Regions from separate parts of the Rattus norvegicus genome. Here region 1 is linked to region 2. Evidence: chromatin contacts called from public Hi-C data. All regions are on one chromosome and are shown on one strand. The core of a region is the stretch at or near the end of the contact, and the rest is flanking DNA. Distances in the headings are between cores, read along the strand shown.

Region 1 (5,946 bases), core at 3,048-5,547, 380 kb before region 2:
ATATAGGGATGAGCTACATTTCTTGCCATTCAAGAATTTTGCAGTGACAATGGAGGACCACAGAGATGTAAAGAAACATTTCAATGCGACTCTTACTTGACATTTACTTGCTGGTATTGATGTGAGGTACTCCAGATGACACTGCAACTCATTCAGATTTCTTTTTATTCTTTTTTTTTCCTTTGGAGCTGGGGACCGAACCCAGGGCCTTGTGCTTGCTAGGCAAGCGCTCTACCACTGAGCTAAATCCCCAACCCCCTTCTTTTTATTCTTGATCCAGCTGAATATGATAAGTGTTGCAGTGACCTTTAGCCCCAAGCCCAAAACCCAGACGTTGAAATCTGGGCAACATATTAAGACCCTATCTCCACAGGGAAAGGGCAAAGAGGGTGGAGAACAGAGGACAGAGAGGATGAAGAGGATAGAGACAGTGGAGAGGATGGAGTAAAGGGAGAAGATGGAGAAGGTAGAGAGGGTGCAGAGGGTGGAGAGTGTGCAGAGGTGGTTCACAAGTTCTAAGATCTTACTCTTCCTACCCAGATCCAATTATCAGTTTCCACCATCATCATTAGGTGGCTCACAACCTCCTGTAACTCCAACCCCACTATTCTATCCTCTGAAATATCATCCAAATATACATATATAGAAATAAATATTTTTTAAAAAAAGATATTTTTCCTATGTGCTACTAGTGTCTATTTCGGGTGAAGCTCTGAGTGACAAAGGATATTTAGAGATGAGCAAATGCACAGATTTTATGCAGAAAGGAGGGTAACGATTAGGTTGTTTGGTTTCTCATAATCATGCTGAAGAATTTGAGAATGTGAGTGATGAACTCAGGATGCTAAATTCTTAGGAAATGTTCTATAAAAGGAGTTCACAAATCTTGCTTGGAAAGGCATTCTTATCTCACAGCCAGAGGGTAAATACTTCTGAAAATAAAATGTCAGTTTTGGTTAGACCAATTATAGCCCACACTGAATTCCAGAGCTTAATGGGACTTTTTTTAATTAAAATTAGGGCAAGGACTATGAACTGTTTGAGTCCAGGAATTTGGGATTGGAATATATGAGCAAATTCTGGTGAAGATTTCTCTCTATGTCCACATAGAGTCCTGCCTTCTTAAAGCCTTTCCTTTGCAGCCCAATGGAGGCACAGCCTGTTCTGTCCCAGGACTTCAGTACCACTCTGTGACAAGCAACTCCCACCAATGGGAGTCCAATCAAGATTCCTGCTAGCCCTACAATTATTTTATTGCCATTGAAATCTGTAGTTAGACTCAATTGCCAACTGTGTTAGACTGTGGATCCACACCCAAGCAGCTGCATGTCTGGCCAGTTTTCATCAGCAAAAAATAGGGATAAAAATGGCGGCATATCTTTAGGGTATTGTTGGAACAAGTTGGTAAAGTTGGAGCAAGTCAACCTGGACATAGGGATAGGGATTCCTGAGTCAGTGTTTTAGCTTTGGGGATGGGGATGGCTCTAATTGGTTGTTTGGTTGATTGAACTGAGTCATAGACCCAGAGGCAACTTACCCAAACAGAAGTAGAAACATATACTAGTCCTGTTGTATAGAGAAAGACACTCAGAAGCAAAAGTGGATTTATAATAACAGAACAACTCATGGAGCTGGACAAGTCCTTACTCAATATTTCATACTTGATCATGAACCCTAATGATACAGTCCATCTTAACTAAGTGTAATTTTCCCATCAAAATGCTTTTAACATTTTTAAAATTTACATATTTATTTTTATGTAATATTTTAATTTACCCTTTGAGAATTTTATGCAAGTGGAATCATTTCTTCTGATACTTCTCCTGTTGGAGGCCTGGATCCACACATACATCCTCACAATTTCATTTTCTTGTTATGATTTTTCAATATATAAATAATCAACCCACTGAATTTGCTTTCTACCTGCACATGAATGTAAGGGCATGCACAGAAATATGGTCAATGTATCACAAATCACAGCTCTAAAGAAAGCTGCCTTTTCTTCCCCTGGCAGCCCTTTGGGTCTTTATACTTTTTAATTTCATTTTTTTAACATTTCTAAAAAATTTTTACATGCACTTTAAAATCCAGAATACAAACAAGATTGACACTTTCAAATTTTCTTAGCTAAGACAAATGAAGCTCATTTCTGTTTGTGAATTTTTCTATTGTTAAAAATAACAAATATATGTGTTTAGCCATCTTTTCAGATGGATGAGCCTTCCAAATGATAGGAGATCGATGGTAAATGTATTCATCTCTAAGCAATGCATTTAACAGCATCTGAGGATAAATATTAATGAAAAATAGTTCACTTTGCAAGCTTGACATGAGAAGTCATTAGGGATATATCTATGATAAAAATACACCACAGCCTCACTGCAGAGAAAGGGAGATGTGTGGGAAATGACTTCTGCAAAAGGGCAAAGTTCCCTGAAAAAAAAAAGAAGATAGTTCAATTTCCTCTCTCCACGCTGTCTTTTTAAAATAACATGACATACCACACATTTTGACACAACTCCACATGACTCAGGGGCCTTTCTTTAAATAAGACCAGAACACATTCGTGGAGCCTGAGTCACCTCTAACCCTTCGAACTTGGTGAAGATTACTAATCAGGACAAGCCTTCATTCCTAAGTCAGTATGGGAAAGTTCTGATTCAGGCAGTTAACCTAACATTCTGTTCTGCACTAAACAAGCTATGGGTTTTCCTTCTTCTCTTTTTTGTCTCACATTAAAAGAAAAAGAATACTCTAAAAAATGTATTTTTCTACAGTAAACAAAATCTCACCTTTTCAAACTAAGCAATGTTTATGAAGATGACTTAGAAAGGTAAAAGAAAATAACTCATTAACATAGAAAATCTATCCATGATGGGCTCCCCTTTAGGGATGTCAAGACTGAGGAAAACCATTTCCTCTGAGAAAATTAAACCAGTAGAATATTTGCTCTTCTGAGATCAGGGAGATCCTCTGGATAAAAGCCAAAGTTTAAGATTGTTCTTAGGATGGAAAGCGAAAGTCAAGAATTGAGACTATGACTCTCTGTCACACTCAGCCCTCATCCACATTGTGATGTTTTCTGGTCTCACAATCCTATCCCTAACATTAAAAGCCTGTTTCCTGTTTTAAACAAATAACTATGACGCAGGGGGTTGGGGGGAGGTGTTAATGAAATCATTGAACTTTCAGGAGGCCAGATAGGATATTTCCTTTTCTTGCCGAGCTGTCTGTAGTCTCAGTTTCCCTTATTTAAATGATAAAGACACTGTCTGTTCTCACATGTGAACAAAAATATCTGATGCATACATTGTTTGGCTTTTGTGTACATCACAGAATAAATAACAGCAAATAGAGAGCTGTGATGCCTGACTGGACTCTGAAGGCCCTCGAATTTCACTCACTGGGTATTTCCCTAGTGATGGGGATCAGTTGACAAAGAATTGTGATCACTTCCTATGAATGATGCCTTTCCCTCAATTGTATACACACCACCATTGGTAGTATTATATGTCAATCATCTTGTATCTACCTCAAGTATTCAAATCAGTCTGAACAGTGAAGGCTGGGTGGCTGCGACTGCTCTCCAACTCTGTCGTCTCATTTCCCCAATCATCACCAAAGGACCAAGAGAGAGGAAGGTTTGGGAGGAGACAGGAAGACAGAGAGACAGAGAGACAAAGGGGGGTAGGATTCAAGCTTTTAACTTCAGACATGATTTCTTTTTTCCTCACAAACACCCAATTCTTACTACCATTTAATATAGCAAAAAAAAATTTTTTTCAAAAAATAGTCATGTTTCAGGTGAGCCAAAGTTCTTCATAGGTCTGGAAGAACACATCCTGGTGGGAAATGACTGTATATTGTGTTCTTTTGAAAGGCTTGTTGACAAAAACAGATGGTGCAGGTGTCTGCTTGCAGTCACAGTTGTAGTGACCTTCCTGTAGTTAAAACAAACAGGCAAACACAGTATCTCATCTCCTGGCTCCCATTAAAAGTCTAACTTTTTGCCGTGGAAACAAACTGTTTTACAATTTTAATAGAAAAGAAGGAATCACAAGCATATAAAAGAAGGAAAGACACACACACACACACAGAGACAGAGAGAGACAGAGACAGAGAGACAGAGAGACAGCGAGTCAGAGAGAGACAGAGGCTCAACAGCTATCAGATAAATAAACAGCACAAAGACTCCTGTGGTTGTCGAGCTCAGATGCTGAAGAAAAGACTTCAGCAACACATGTCTGGCTGCTGAGACAGAGGGACTGGAACAAATCCAGGGAGACCACATCTGGGAGTGCCAGTGTGTGAATGCAGCTTAGCTGGCCTCCCACACAACAGGAATTCCACCAGAAGTATGTGCTCTGGGTGGAAGAGAGCAAAAATGTGTTCAGAATATCACTAAGGAAACCCAGATGCATTATCTCTGCCAGAGTTCAGAAGACAGTGGAGGCCATAAATGCCTCCCGGACTAAAGCAGACAGTATACTTTAATGACACGGGTGAAGCTGGGAATAGGAAAGAAGGAACTAGAAATACCTCAGTGTACTAAGAAGAATGAGAGGCTTTAAAGCATCAGGACATGTTTCCGGCGCTTTCAAGAAAATAATAATGTCTGTGGCATTTTGCAGGCAAAGAATGATCAAATTAAAGACATTTTTGTCCTCGTGCTCCAGGTTGTGGCTATCGTAAGTTCACCTTTAAAATATCAAGGCAGTTGTTCCTCCTGTTTTTGCTTCTCTATAACAGGTTGTTTTCATAACCAACAGAAAATTTTCAGAATACATTTTGGTCCAAAAAATATATCTGATCTTACCATTATGAAAGTCTGTTTTTGGCCTCCAAATGTACCTTGTAAGAAGACACATGTTTAGACTATCATGTGTGTGTGTGTGTTTGCAGAGCTTTGATTTTTAAAATGTGACTCAGTAACTTAGATCTGCTTCCAGCAAAATGACTGTGGTAGTTTGAATATGCTTGGCCCGAGGCAGGGGGCACTATTGGGAGGTGTGGCCTTGTGGGAGGAGGTACGTCACTTTGGGCATGGACTTTATAACCCTTCTCCTGACTATGTGGGAGTCAGTCGTCTCCTACTGGCCTGTAGATAAAGATGTAGAACTCTCAATTCCTCCTACACCGTGCCTGCCTAGACACTGCCATGCTCCTGTCTTGATGATAATGGACTAAACCTCCAAACCTGTAAACCAGCCCCAATTAAATATTGTCCTTGTAAGACTTGCCTTGGTCATGGTGCCTGTTTACAGTAGTAAAACTCTAAGACAATGACTTACATAATTGTACAGAGTTCTTCAGGAATTGGGTATGTATATGTGCATGCATGTGTGTGTGTGTGTGTGTGTGTGTGTGTGTGTGTGTGTGTGTGTGTGTGTGCGCGCACGCGTGCGCGCACATTTGGGCGGTGCACTCACATGCACCCTTTGCTTACTTTCCTTTCTCATTAGACGCTGCCCTTTTTGAAATAGAGTTTCTTACTGAAACTGGAGTTTATCCTCTGGTCTAGGCTAGCTTGACCAGTGAACTCTCTAAGGAGTGGAGTTACAGACTTGTATCTTTGCATTGGTGGTGGGGATGGGCCTAACATGCACATATCAAGCACAACTAATTGCCCATTCACCAACCTGTGTGAAAGTTTTACCATGACTAAATGAGTATGTTAAAATGATAATGGACCATCCTCTCCTTTCTTGAATCTTGTGGCAAAATTTATGATTCTGTAATGATTTGTAAGCAAGACATCCAACAATTTTATAGGAAGCTGAAGATTGAATTAATAAATCTGGTGTGTGTGTGTGTGTGTGGTATGATATGACTGAGTGGCTTCATGGACCAGTATATTAACATGAAGTAGCCAGAGCATGAAGTCTGACATCTTACCAAATAGCTCTTTTTCTTACGATGTGAGGCATAATCTCTTCATAAACGTCA
Region 2 (6,020 bases), core at 512-3,011:
ACACACACACACACACACACACACACACACACAGAGAATAAATAGAATCCTAACAAGGAAAATGGTGCCTCACCTTATAGCAACTGAATATGTCATCATTTTGGTTGAAATTCCTGGGAGGGGTGCCCTCTTCTAAAGGGAAATGGAGAAGTAGATCTGAAAGAGGGGAAGGAAAGGAAGATTGGAAGGAGAGGAGGGAGGGGAAACTTGAATCAGGATGAAATATATGAGAGAATAGTAATGATAATAGCTAATAATAATAATAATAAAGAAATATTCTCCTTTGGGATTTATAAACAACATGCAGCAGAGCACAGCATACTCAAAGAAAATGTAGGCATGGATGGGTATCTTTGAATTTATTTTAAGAGAGCCTATTGATTCTTTCATAAGCTCTCTGGCCAGTACTTATACCCAGACCATGGGATCTGAAATGTGAAGGCTCTTCTCTCCTCTCCTCCTTAGAGTTTCCATTCAGAAACAAAAACAAACAAACAAACAACAAACCACTGGGCCACACAAAAGCTGGTCCTTTAAATTTAGCACTGGGCTTCTCTGAAGCAGTGCAAAGGAAACCAATAAGATGCCTAAGTGGGGTTAATGGGATGTTAGCAGTCAAACCCATCATTTGTGTTTCCTCCATGTTACAGAGGGTGGAGAGAGCACTTCATAGTTGGCTGATTTTCCCCTTCTGTTCCTGTTAGAATTTTGTTCGTAGAGTAAACTTACTCCCATCCCCTGGTGCCCCAGCTCAGGTTGTCTTGGCCTTTTCCTTACGGGTCATGTTTACCAAAGGTTTACAACTTGGCTGCAAACACCAGTTGGCACCAAACCTGGGAAGTTGGGCAGGAGGAGTTTGGCATAAACATTGCCCGGAAGCACTTTTTTCTTTCTGAATCTGAGAAAAACAGGCTAGGGTCATTTTCCAGCTATTTATGTTATTCATGCATAAATAAGACCGAGGCCTGACAGCATCAAACAGTTGCTGGCTTTTGCATGCCTCAAAAATAGATTTGATCCAAGAAAAGTAACATTTGGTAAACAAATACGCAGTGACAGGCTGTTAAAAAAAATGAAGGGGGGGGGGAAGGTGGCATGGGATGGATTAAATAGAAAGGCAAGAGAGAATGTTTCAAGAATCATTTTTTATATCAGAGAGCAGAGCCAAGAAAGTTATTGTTAAATGACTACAAACATTTAGAAATTTCTACAGACTCAAGATTATAAATAAGCAAAATGCAAGCTTTCCAGTAGATTTTTATTAAGATCTAGAAGGCACCTCAATCAAGCACTCAAAGAAAAGAATATAGAATGATCTCGGGAGGATAGGAACAAATGATGTGTTCTGAAAACAATGGTGTTTAAAGCATTTTAAAACTCGAGGAGAGAAGGAGGGGGAGCGAGTCATGAATTAACACATGTTGATGTTATAGGTCTTTTAAAATAGTTGTCAGTGTTCAAAGCCTCCCCTTGTCTCCCCTCTTATTAAATTGTTTAGAAACGCAGTTTGTAAACTGTAAACATCGGCAGCCTGTGGCTGTATTCTAAAGAGAGAAAGTGATGGTGTCAACTGTTCCCTAAAGAACGTCTTTCTGGCAAACTTAAAAGTCAGCCTTGACGTCAAGTGACTCTGGACAAGAGTCCGCATTGAGTTCTACGGAAGAGTGGGCAGAAAGGACTTTCACTCTGGAAACCCTACCAGGGAGGAAGCACTGAGAGACCAGTTTAGGGAAAAATTAAAAGCAAGCCAACTCAAACAGAAAGTAAAAATAAGTCAGTGGGGAAAGAATGTCAACTGCAGAAGAATGTAGCTTGTCTGCCACAGCTCGCGTTCTGGAACACGTGCTCTTCAGGCAAGAAAGGGTTTTCCTAAGCTTGTTTTGTTTGCTCTTTTCAAAGGAGGTTTGAGCTATTGTTAACTGCTCAAGTCAGGGGCAGTTACATCTGGTGGCCAAAAATGTATGCTACCTTCTACATTTTTTTTTCTTTTTTTTCAGAGCTGGGGACCGAACCCAGGGCCTTGTGCTTGCTAGGCAAGCGCTCTACCACTGAGCTAAATCCCCAAACCCTCCCTTCTACATCTTAGCCACACCAGGCAGAGAAATAGAATTGTGCCAGTCGATGAGAAAATTAACCTGATTGAAAGACCGTAGACATAATCCAAGGCATCTAATCAGTATACTCCAATGCCGATTCGAGCTTTTCAGGGACTCGTTTCAAATGTTTGGCTCCCTGGAACTACCTAGGTCAACTTCATCTACAACTGGGTCTAGAATATGATACATGTTCCTGGTGTGCGCTACTTCAGACAGAGTCTATAAATCAGTCTATTTACCCTACTATCAAAACTGTTGCCATGACGATGTTGTGGCTCTGAGGATAGCAAATCACATGGTCTGCAGATAAATGTTTACATCACAGAGCCACAGAGTGCCTTTGCCGACACTGAAAAGCACAAATATACACACAGGATAATCCCTTGGAGACTGTTACTGTCTGTGAAGAAAAAGCCCTAGAGAATGTGGTCTGGACACCAGAGACCAGAGAAGAAACATGCTCATCAGATAACAGGCTTCTTGGAAAGTGGCCTAGGCAGCCTTCAGTATTCTCAGAACTGGCAATTAGTTCTTATTATATTTGAAAGACATATATTTTACCTCAACTGACTAATCATGTGGCTTCTTCAAGAACCTGAATAGATTTTTTTTTTTTTTGATTCTCAATTCCTAGCACTCTGCCTGATATTTTCCAGAGCTTCAGCAGGCATCTGTCAAAGGAATAGTCAACATGAGAAGCTAGGATATAACATCCTTAGTCACACACTGATGCTATGAAATTGCAAGTGTCTGCACACTAAGAGAGGGGTCCTTGATTTGGCTTTGTTTAAGGTTTTTGTTGGTTTTGTGTGATTTGTTTTTATTATTTTAAAGGGGTCTTACATGGCCCTTTGAACTTGATAGTCTAGGATCACCTTGAATGTCTGATTCTTCCAACTACTAGAATCAGGTCTGTGCCACAATGCTTGGCTTTCTAGAGTCCTAGGGTTTGAACTCAGGACTGTATGCATGCTAGGCAAGTACTCTACCAACCAAGCTATGTTCTTTGCCTCTTGGCTTTTAATTTTGGCAGACTTTGGAGAAGTGGTTAGAGACTAAAAGGAAACTTACACCAATCATAAATAAATACGTTGTTTTAAAATGCTCTTTTGTTATATCATTTTCATACAAATCAATATGAACATATAAATATGAATGCACTGATTGATGATGAGTAAAAACTGATAAATGATAGATCAATTTATCAATATATGTTGATAGATGTGAGGATAGATCTATTGATTAATCAGTAGATAATAGTTGACAGATGATTGGTACATAATAAAATGATTGGTAAATAGATGAGAAACAATGATGATAAATAGATATATAATAAAAGATAGAGAATAAATGCTTGGTAGATAGGTGACTGGTAGAGAGTAAAGAGAGGGTAGATAATAGATGTTTGATAGGCAAGTAGATGATAGATAATAGGCAGACAAACTGAAAGACAGACAAATGCATAAATAGTCCTCAATTTGCTTAATGAAGAAATTTTTGGAAATCATTATTAGACAACACTAGTAATTTGACTACTTCTAAGGCAGTGTGCTTCCCAACTAAACATTTTAAAACCACAAATAATTCTGCCTGCTTCAGTGCTGATATGGTGAGGGTGTCCATTTGAAGCTGAACTCTAAGAATGTAAAGTTGAGCAAAAGCGAAGCAAGGTCTGTAGAACATCAAAGGCTAGAGCATGGCATCTGGAAGTAGCCTGCAGGATGCAGTCTGTGATTTGTTCCCCTAAGCTACGGGCCTGCAAGCACGTGTCTTGACTCTGGTACCTATATTTATATTCGCTGTGTCTAACTCCAGAGCAAGGAACCACAGAGAATTTGGCTGGCCCAAGATCAAAGATACAAAGGGATGGTTTAGCACTTTTCTTAGTGGTTCCTCAGTGTTACACAGCATGTCTTGGGAAATGAAAGAGAAAGCTCTCTGCAATGTAAGAATTGAGACAAACCTGAAAATGAAGAGAAGTTCCACCGAGACAGAGCTTAGATTTGGGAATCTGAGAAGCCTGGGTTCATGTACTTCTATATTTGCAAGACATTACTTTGAGCAGATTGCAAAGTCCATGTGACCCTCCAAAATCTCAGCTGTCAAATGAGCCTCTTTATACCAACTCCTAGACAATTCACACAATATCTGTAGTCTAAAATTTGTCATGAGTCCCCATGTCTTTTATACTACCTATCCAACCCATTTGTAAATGTGTCAGGTTCTATTTCCCAATATATCTAGACTCTGTGTTACACAACAACCCTTGTTCTTCCTTCTAACAGTTGTTTCTTGCCTTGACTGGGTTCCTAGCCCTTCCCCCTACTTCCTCTCTTGCTTCTCTACAAGACCAATGTGAGTACTGAGATCATTGTGTGTGTGTGTGTGTGTGTGTGTGTGTGTGTGTGTGTGTGTGTGGTGCGTTCACATTTGTGTGAGGGTGCTCTAGCTCATGTGTGCACATGAAAAGGCCAATCAATGTTCACTACCTTCTTTCATCATGCTCAACCTTACAGCCTTCACACCGTACATGGAGCTTGACATTTTAGCTAAAATGACTTGCTCAGATGACCCCCCAGGCTCTTCTGTTACCTCTCTCTCCTCACCAAGCTCCAGGACTACAGATGTATGCTTCCATGCTCTGCTTTTACATGGATCCTGGTGACCCAAACATTAGATCTCACATTAATACCGCACATATTCTTTCCACAGAGTCACAGCCCTACTTTCTTAAACTTTCAGGAATGCTGGTTACTTTTTCTTTCTGTAAGAGAGCAGAACCTCACAGGTTTCTGGAACCTTACCTTCCCAGGCAAGTGGGCCTGTCTTAGCTTTTGTCTGTAGGTTAGTGCTGAGGGCTATGAAACTTCTGGAAAACCATTTGATCTGTGAGCTTGTAATTTCAAAATAGTCATATCCTTCTACTGTAAATTATAATAGCATGCTAGCTTAGACAGAGGAAAGATGTGGAGTAAAGAATGAGCTCTTGAGTTCAACAGTAGCTCCAATGTAAGGCTTAGATCATTGTAAGGCAGGGACCAGCACAAACCAATGACAGTGATTTGTGGACAGTTTCAGCAAGGCTCCAGCGAGGCTGTATTTTCACAGCTTTATAAATTACTTTCTTCCTTTTGGATAAAAGCATTAATGATGTGAAGAGGTCACTTACATTTTATTGCATTTTAGGTGGAAATTATATATTACAATTGAATTTGCAAAGTTGGGTATTTTCAAAGGTCATAGAATGCATGCCAACAGATGTGAGAGAGCATTATGAAGCAGGTGTTTTATTGGCTGTCTAAAGGATGAATTTTTGTCTATTATCTACCTTTGATTTAATTCCCAGACTTCATATGTAGCCTGCCTCCCTTCCTCTTATTGCCTTTACGGCCTTTGATAAAGATGGAGACAATGAACATTTCAAAAGTACAATCTCAGTTGCAACGTGCCACCTCGACCTGAGCAGGAGGCCAGAGAACAATACTGACCCTTCAGGAGTGACTCACTTTCATACGATAAAATACAAGAGGGGAAAGAAGTGTGCACTGAGCTGGAACCAATGTCCCAGGGATTCAATCTGTTGCATACAGAACCCCTTAAATCTTGTTTCCTGGCAACCTGGTCAAGTCTTAGTTTCCAGTGGATACCTATTATATAATGGCTACCTTTCCAGAGAGGTCCTGTTGATATGCACCCAGTTTCCCAATAGTCTATGAGGGCATAGTTTCCTTTAAATAGATCAAGGAAATTCCAGCTCATAGAGTAGTTATGGTAAGTCTCAAGGCAGGCCTACAATTATCTATGTCAGTGATGTATTGATAAAAAAAGTTAATGGATATTCACTGGACACTGTCTATATACCCTTGACACATGAGTCAAAACATCAGCACTATAGGGTAGACACAATTGTTATACCAATTGTAC

Evidence for each region. Hi-C and Micro-C count contacts between places; a contact is called where the count stands out from the background.
Region 1: a contact with region 2 is called in a Hi-C map of the Rat2 cell line, with 7 times the contacts expected there. The contact joins two enhancer-like sites. A contact is called at or near these places in 2 of 12 Hi-C or Micro-C datasets (the Rat2 cell line and Schwann cells).

What each region holds. Positions count from the first base shown.
Region 1 is chr17:69,994,917-70,000,862 of GRCr8, reverse strand. No RefSeq gene overlaps it. Among named protein-coding and RNA genes, the nearest start is that of Klf6, 540 kb to the right of the region's middle. Within about 2 kb of position 4,297, at least 16 of the 93 cell types and tissues checked have an H3K27ac peak or open chromatin away from gene starts, as enhancers often do. A contact at or near this core is called in Schwann cells, where this site is marked.
Region 2 is chr17:69,609,927-69,615,946 of GRCr8, reverse strand. No RefSeq gene overlaps it. Among named protein-coding and RNA genes, the nearest start is that of Klf6, 150 kb to the right of the region's middle. Within about 2 kb of position 1,761, at least 29 of the 93 cell types and tissues checked have an H3K27ac peak or open chromatin away from gene starts, as enhancers often do. A contact at or near this core is called in Schwann cells, where this site is marked.